2 separate regions of the Sus scrofa genome follow, and region 1 is linked to region 2. A link is a contact called in public HiChIP or PLAC-seq data. All regions are on one chromosome and are shown on one strand. The core of a region is the stretch at or near the end of the contact, and the rest is flanking DNA. Distances in the headings are between cores, read along the strand shown. Region 1 overlaps ARHGAP10 (rho GTPase-activating protein 10). Region 2 overlaps NR3C2 (mineralocorticoid receptor).

The links. HiChIP or PLAC-seq counts read pairs in DNA pulled down with a chosen protein or histone mark.
Region 1: a contact with region 2 is called in an H3K27ac HiChIP or PLAC-seq map of alveolar macrophages. The contact joins two enhancer-like sites. A contact is called at or near these places in 1 of 47 Hi-C or Micro-C datasets (embryonic fibroblasts) and 1 of 2 datasets of contacts at active chromatin or transcription factors (alveolar macrophages).

Annotation. Positions count from the first base shown.
Region 1 is chr8:80,860,098-80,863,424 of Sscrofa11.1, reverse strand. The region is part of intron 10 of ARHGAP10 (rho GTPase-activating protein 10); the gene reads left to right. Among named protein-coding and RNA genes, the nearest start is that of ARHGAP10, 160 kb to the left of the region's middle. Within about 2 kb of position 1,289, at least 1 of the 83 cell types and tissues checked has an H3K27ac peak or open chromatin away from gene starts, as enhancers often do. A contact at or near this core is called in alveolar macrophages, where this site is marked.
Region 2 is chr8:80,569,317-80,572,571 of Sscrofa11.1, reverse strand. The region is part of intron 4 of NR3C2 (mineralocorticoid receptor); the gene reads right to left. Among named protein-coding and RNA genes, the nearest start is that of NR3C2, 270 kb to the right of the region's middle. Within about 2 kb of position 1,306, at least 10 of the 83 cell types and tissues checked have an H3K27ac peak or open chromatin away from gene starts, as enhancers often do. A contact at or near this core is called in alveolar macrophages, where this site is marked.

The sequences.
Region 1 (3,327 bases), core at 40-2,539, 290 kb before region 2:
GGGGTTCTCAGGCTAGGGGTCGAATTGCTGCAGCTCCAGCCTACACCAGAGCCACAGCAATGCCATATCTGAGCTGCATATGTGACCTGCACCACAGCTCACGGCAACACTGGATCCTTAACTCACTCAGTGAGGCCAGGGATTGAACCAGCAACCTCATGGTTCATAGTCGGATTTGCTTCCACTACGCCATGATGGGAACTCCCTAACTAGCCTTTTACTGCTTTTATTATCAATAGTTAGGTGGATGTGTGCTTCATTTTTCTTCCTTCAGTTCACCGAAAGGTTACTTTGATTATTTTAGTTAAGAGGGAGAATTTTAAGAACATACATGCTGGAGTTTCCTAGTGGCAGAGTGGGTTAAGGATCAGGCATTGTCACTGCTGTGACTCAGGTTCAATCCCTGGCCCAGGAACATTTGTGTGCTGCAGGTGCAGCCAAAAAAAATAAAAAGAACACATACGCTAGGAATGCCATTAGCAAAGTGAAAAGACAATCCACAGAATGGAAGAAGATACTTGCAAATGGTACGTCTGAAAAGGAACTTGTATTCAGAATATAGAAAGAACTCATCACCTAATAAGTAGTTCCTGCTCTGGCACAGTGGGTTAACAGTCTGACTTGTCTCTGTGGAGGTTCTGATTTGATCCCTAGCCTGACGCTCTGGGTTAAGGATCCGGCATTGCCCCAGCTGTGGCATAGGTTGTGGCTCTGACTTGGATTTGATCCCTGGCCCAGGAACTTTGATATGCCAAGCCTATGTCTGAAAAACAGAAAAAAAGACAGTCAAATTAAAATGGGCAAATGTTCTGGATTAGACATTTCTTCAAAGAAAATATACCGGTGGCTATAAGCATACGAAAAAATGTTTAATATCATGAGCTAGTGGGGAAATGCAGATCTAAACTGTGATGAGAGTCTCCCGGTAGGACGACTCTAATCAAAAAGGCAGATAATAACAAATATGGGTGAGGATGTGGAGAAATTGGAAATCTTCCATACTGGTAGTGGAAATTTGAAATGATATAGCTGATTTGAAACACATTTGTCAGGTCTTCAAAAAATTAAACATGAAGTTACCATGTGACCCAGAAAATTCTGCTCCTAGCTATATAAATTAGAGAAATGAAAACCTCTGTCTCTACCTAAAGACCTGCACAGGAATGTTCACAGAAGCGCTATTCACAACAGCCAGAAAGTAGAAACAACCCAAGTATTCATCAAGTGATAGATAGACAGATAAACAGTGGTGCATCTACATGATGAAATAGGATTTGGCAATAGACAGAAATGAGGAACTAATACACTCTGTGTTTCATTTTCAAGCAAATTATGCCCAGAGCTTGAGATTGTCTTTGGCAATATTTTATTTTTTTAATTTTAACTTTTATTGTAGTATAGTTGGTTGACAATGTTAAGTTAGTTTCAGGTGTACAGCAAAGTGACTCAGTTATACACACACACACACACACACACACACACACACACACACACACACACACACACACGTATCCATTCTTTTTCAGATTCCTTGCCAATATTTCACACAGGTTCACTGTGGGAATTAGAATACTTTCACAAGCCAGTAGCATGTAGGATACAGGATATCTCTTCATAAACTAATAAAGATGTTACGTACTCCAAAGCAGTAATAGATTAATTGCACTGTCATTCCAAGCAAGGGAAGACGAAGGGAATAAAGTCCACATGTAGCTGAGGTGTACCTTTCTATGAGTTGGCTCTTGGGAGAGACCGCTTGACCAACCGAGGGCAGCAGTGGGACATCCCCGGTTGCTAGGGAACTAAGGAGCCAGTGTTGATGGACAGCATCATCTTCGTGGAGCTGCTGCCTGGCTTTTGGCACTGTTGGTAAAAGAGTCACCTTGACTACCGCAGGAGCTAACGCCCCAGGGTCATCAGAAAGCTCTTTAGATCAGCAGCAGGTAGCCTTGCCCAGACCACTCTCGGGTCGATGTCACAAACTCTGTGTGTTCAGAATCCAAAGCGCGCGCTCTCCATGGTCGCCTGTCCACCTGTTCTTACTGATCAGCCCCGAGTAGGGCCCTTCACTAGCTGAGCTGCTCAGTGCTTTCAGCAATGACAGATATGGATGATCCCTCCTGACTCACATACTCACTTTTATAGCAAAACGATAACTTCATTCTTGAAAAACAACTTTACTCTTAAAAACAGCTTCCTTTTCATCATAAGAAGATTTGGAATCATCATCAGACCGCTCGGCAACATGCTGCATACGGTGTGGATGAACTTCAAGAGCAGTCTGCTGGGTGAAAGCAGCCAGTCCTAAAAGTTAAGGACCTGGTGTTGTCACTGCTGTGGCTTAGGTCACTCCTGTGGCACCAGTTTGCCTAGGAACTTCTGCATGCTGCAGGCACGGCCAAAAATAAAAATAAAAAATAGACTATGTGTTGTATGATTCCATTTATATGAAACATCCAGGACAGGCAGATCTCTATGGACAGAAAGCAGATGAGTAGTTGTCCAAGGCTGGGGGTTTGGAGGGAAATAAAGAGTAATGGCTAATGGGTGTTTTGTTTTGTTTTGTTGTAAGGGGTGATGAAAATGCTGTCATTGATTTTGGTGATAGTTGTACAACTCTGTGACTATATGAAAAGCCACTGAACTGTACACTCTCGGTGGGTTTTATGGTGTGAATTATATATCAGTAAAGCTGAAGAAAAGGAACACAGCTGCAAGTTAAGAAATACTTACCACAACTAAAATAAGGCTGGTAAAATAACTATAAACATTTACTCCCTCAAGCCAGCCACACTTGAGATACCATGGGCTGTGAAATGATCACGTCACTCGTGAATAGGTTGTAGAAGAGCATTTTGTCTCTGTTCTTTTCCCACGGCAAGCTCTAGGCTGTCGGGAGGTGCAGCTTTGCTTCCAAAAACGGGGAAATATCCCCCCTCCCCTCACCTGGACAGTTTTGTTACCTAAGGTGCTTTTCATTTCCTTGCACGCTTGCCACATCCCACGTTGTACTGTGACCCCGCACACTTGCTTGATCAATAATTGCCATTTTGTGAGGTTCTCCCACACACCCCATCCAGGCACTGCTTAAAGAAAATGCTTCCCATTTTGCTGTCATTAATCTGACATTTCAAATACTCTATTTGGTTTGATGTTGCCTTGTTCCTAGTATGTTGCAGTCGAAAGGATGCCAGCAAGATCCGTCTTATCTTTATAATTCACCCATTTGTATTTTCGTGTTGATGGTGGGAAGAGGAAACCACCTGTGTACCTGAAGGATCGCCTGTTTTAGAGCGTGTTTATACCAGGGTCTTTTTTTTTTTTTTT
Region 2 (3,255 bases), core at 57-2,556:
GCTGTGATTTCTCTCCCCAGACCTGTGCTGCATGTTGAGTTTTGCAGGTGACCACCGAGCTAGTCAGAGCGAGCTGCTGGCAGGTGAAGCCAATTTTCCTCAAGTAACATGATGGCTCTCTCTGGGCTTCCCTGTGTCATGGTTCTGTCATTCTGTGCATCCTGGGTCTTTTGTTTTCCACTCACTTCTCTACTTCAGTTTTTAAAGCATTCCCCAGCAGGAGACTTACTGATGTCCATAAGTCTTTTTTTTCTCTCTCTCTCCTGTTCTCCTTCTTCCTGTTTGTCTCTGTAGGGCTAATTCATCTGATGCTCAGTAGCACAATTCATCTTAGGTTTCCCTGTTTTTATTCAAAATGGAGAAGGCTATTTTCTTTAAATTTCATAGGATCTATAAGCTAGCAAAGAGAGAAGCAAAACCGTATCCGTCATATGACTTCACAAACACAAACGTATCGTATTCTCCCACTTCCTCCGGGTCTTCTGACTCAGGCACAGCTTCTCCTAAAGAGCTGTCATCATGGAATAAGGAATCTAAGTAATTGCGCATATTCATTTTTCATTATTACTTTTTTGCAGGAAGTATTCTGTGTTGTTATAAATTTTCATAGCCATAATTTTATTGGCTGATTAATATTGCATTATGTGGATGAATTTTCATTTAAATTTTTTCCTCTCTTTGGCTCTATTCCTTTTTTTTTTTTTTTTTGGTCCTTTTAGGGCCGCACCTGCAGCACATCAAAGTTCTCAGACTAGGGGTCGAATTGGAGTTATAGCTGCCAGCCTATGCCACAGCCACAACAACACCACATCTGAGCTGCATCTGTGACCTACACCACAGCTCACAGCAACACTAGATCCTTATCTCACTGAGCGAGGCCAGGGATCAAACCTGCAACCTCATGGTTCCTAGTTGGATTCGTTTCCACTAAGCCACGACGGGAACTCCTCTTTGGCTCTATTCTTATCAGGAATATAGGAGTATCCATTTCTTTGAATGGTTCCCAGCATTAACCTCACTTTTCTCTTCCTTTCTCGCCTTGCTGCCTTCTCTGCAGTCTCCAAAAGAGCAACCATGAGGTCTGCCATTGCTACTGCTTCCTGTGTCTGAGGGTCTTTTTCTCTTTTCACAAGACAGGATCCATTCCAAGGGAGAAAAAAAAGGTGGATCTGGAGTTGGCCACCTTTTAAAGGCTCCGGCTCAACCAAATAAAAGTGATGGTCGGGATTAAGGAAAGCTGTAGATAGCTTGGAAAGAAACTGAAACCAGAATTAGGAGTAGCCTGTGGTTTGTGAAATTGACATTTTTAAAGCTACCGGAAGAAAGAGTCTGCTATTTTGGAGTCTTTATGAAAGGAATGTGAAAGTGGACTTGAGCCTATCTGATAAAAAATGAACTGGGTTGGGGGGGGCTTGGAAAAGAGAAAAGACAACTGTATTAGACTCCTTAGGTTGTGTTTTTCAAGTCTCTGATGATATAATAATCTTGGATTCCAAGTTCCTCAGCTGTAAGCAGGAAGACTGGAACAGAAGATCTCCTCTATATTCCATGGCCGGAATGCAGTCAAGTTGAAACACCACAAAAGGACTCATTCTTCTTCTTTTTTTAAAAATTTTATTGTATAGTTGACTTACAATGTTGTGTTAGTTTCAGGTGTACAATAAAGGGAATCAGTTATACATATGCATATATATTTGTTGTCAGATTCTTTTCCCACAGAGGTTATGACACAGTGCTGAGTAGATCTGAGGGCCACGTAGCCTTAACGCTGTGCTGAAGACACATACAATCTAAAAGACAAGTAGAGCCTCCTCTTGAGATTATTGGCCTGTAACAGCAAAGTGATGAATTCCTTTGGAAGAGGCTATGCAAAGTAGTCAAGGCTCATGGAAACAGACCCAGGCCTTTTTGAGATGTACTATTAGGGGACTATAGGGGGTGTGGCAGGCCCAACCAGGGGCCAGAAAAACTGCTGATTTCCTTTCAGTTTCTCTGTGGACATTCTCACTTCTGCTCTATTTTCCTTTGCATGCAGCCTAAAGTACAGTGGGATTGTAAGGCAAAAGGACAGTGTCTGGGAGTTCCTGTTGTGGCTCAGTAGTTAACAAATCAGACTAGAAACCATGAGGTTGTGGGTTCGATCCCTGGCCTTGCTCAGTGGGTTAAGGATCTGGCGTTGCCGTGAGCTGTGGTGTAGGTTGCAGACGCGGCTCGGATCCCACGTTGCTGTGGCTCTGGAGTAGGCTGGCAGTTACAGCTCCGATTAGACCCCTAGCCTGGGAATCTCCATATGCTGAGGGAGTGGCCCTAGAAAAGGCAAAAAGACAAAAAAAAAAAAAAAAAAAAAAAAAAAAAAAAAAGGACAGTGTCTGTGACAAGAGGTACTGTGGAAGGCTTTTATTTCTGATACAAAGAAACCTGCTCCTCTTCTTCCTTCCACTTTCAAATGGAGTGGCCTATCTGGGGACACAGTTAGGTTGACATGCTAACCAGCTGATAGGATAGGAAGAAAAATATTCTAAAATACTTTGGATTCCCAAAGTCTTTAGAAAGGGGACAGGCTAATTTTGTCCCCGAAAATGGGCTAATTTTCCCTAACAGAAAATTAGCATTTATGGGGTTGTGTCTGCCTCAACTCCCAAGAGAGGTAGCTGGAAAGAAGGTGGATAAAAACTCTGGGAAGCCCTGCTTTGCTAGGAAAACCAGAGTGAGACTGGACCATGTATAAAAAGGTTTTCATTCAAATATTTAATTTAAAAATTTTTCACTCATATATTTAATTTCATTCATATATTTAATTTAAAAAACTGCTTCACAAGTTCCTTGGTGGCCTAGTGTTTAAAGATTTGGTATTGTCACTGTTGTGTCTGGGGTGTGTCCCTGGCATGCCCAGGGACTTGCACACACCATGGTGCGGCCAAAAAAAAAAAAAAAAAAAAAAATCACATTAAAACATTAAAATTCATATTATCTATTTTAATATAACTAAATCACTTGCATTACTTTTTGCCCAAATTGAAACAAAAAGCAAGGCTTCAAAATAAATTATAAAAGAAAAATAACAATATTATGTTACCACAACTGGAGAATTTGTGAAAGTTAATTATTTAATCCACAAACCAAATGTAGTTAAATTATAACTTGAACCTAAATACTTTCATACATATTAATTTCCACTGCCCATTTTTGACTCATAACTTTCAATGACCTCAAGGTTCAAGGGCAGCTTCTTCTCTAAAAAAGTTTACCAAACTC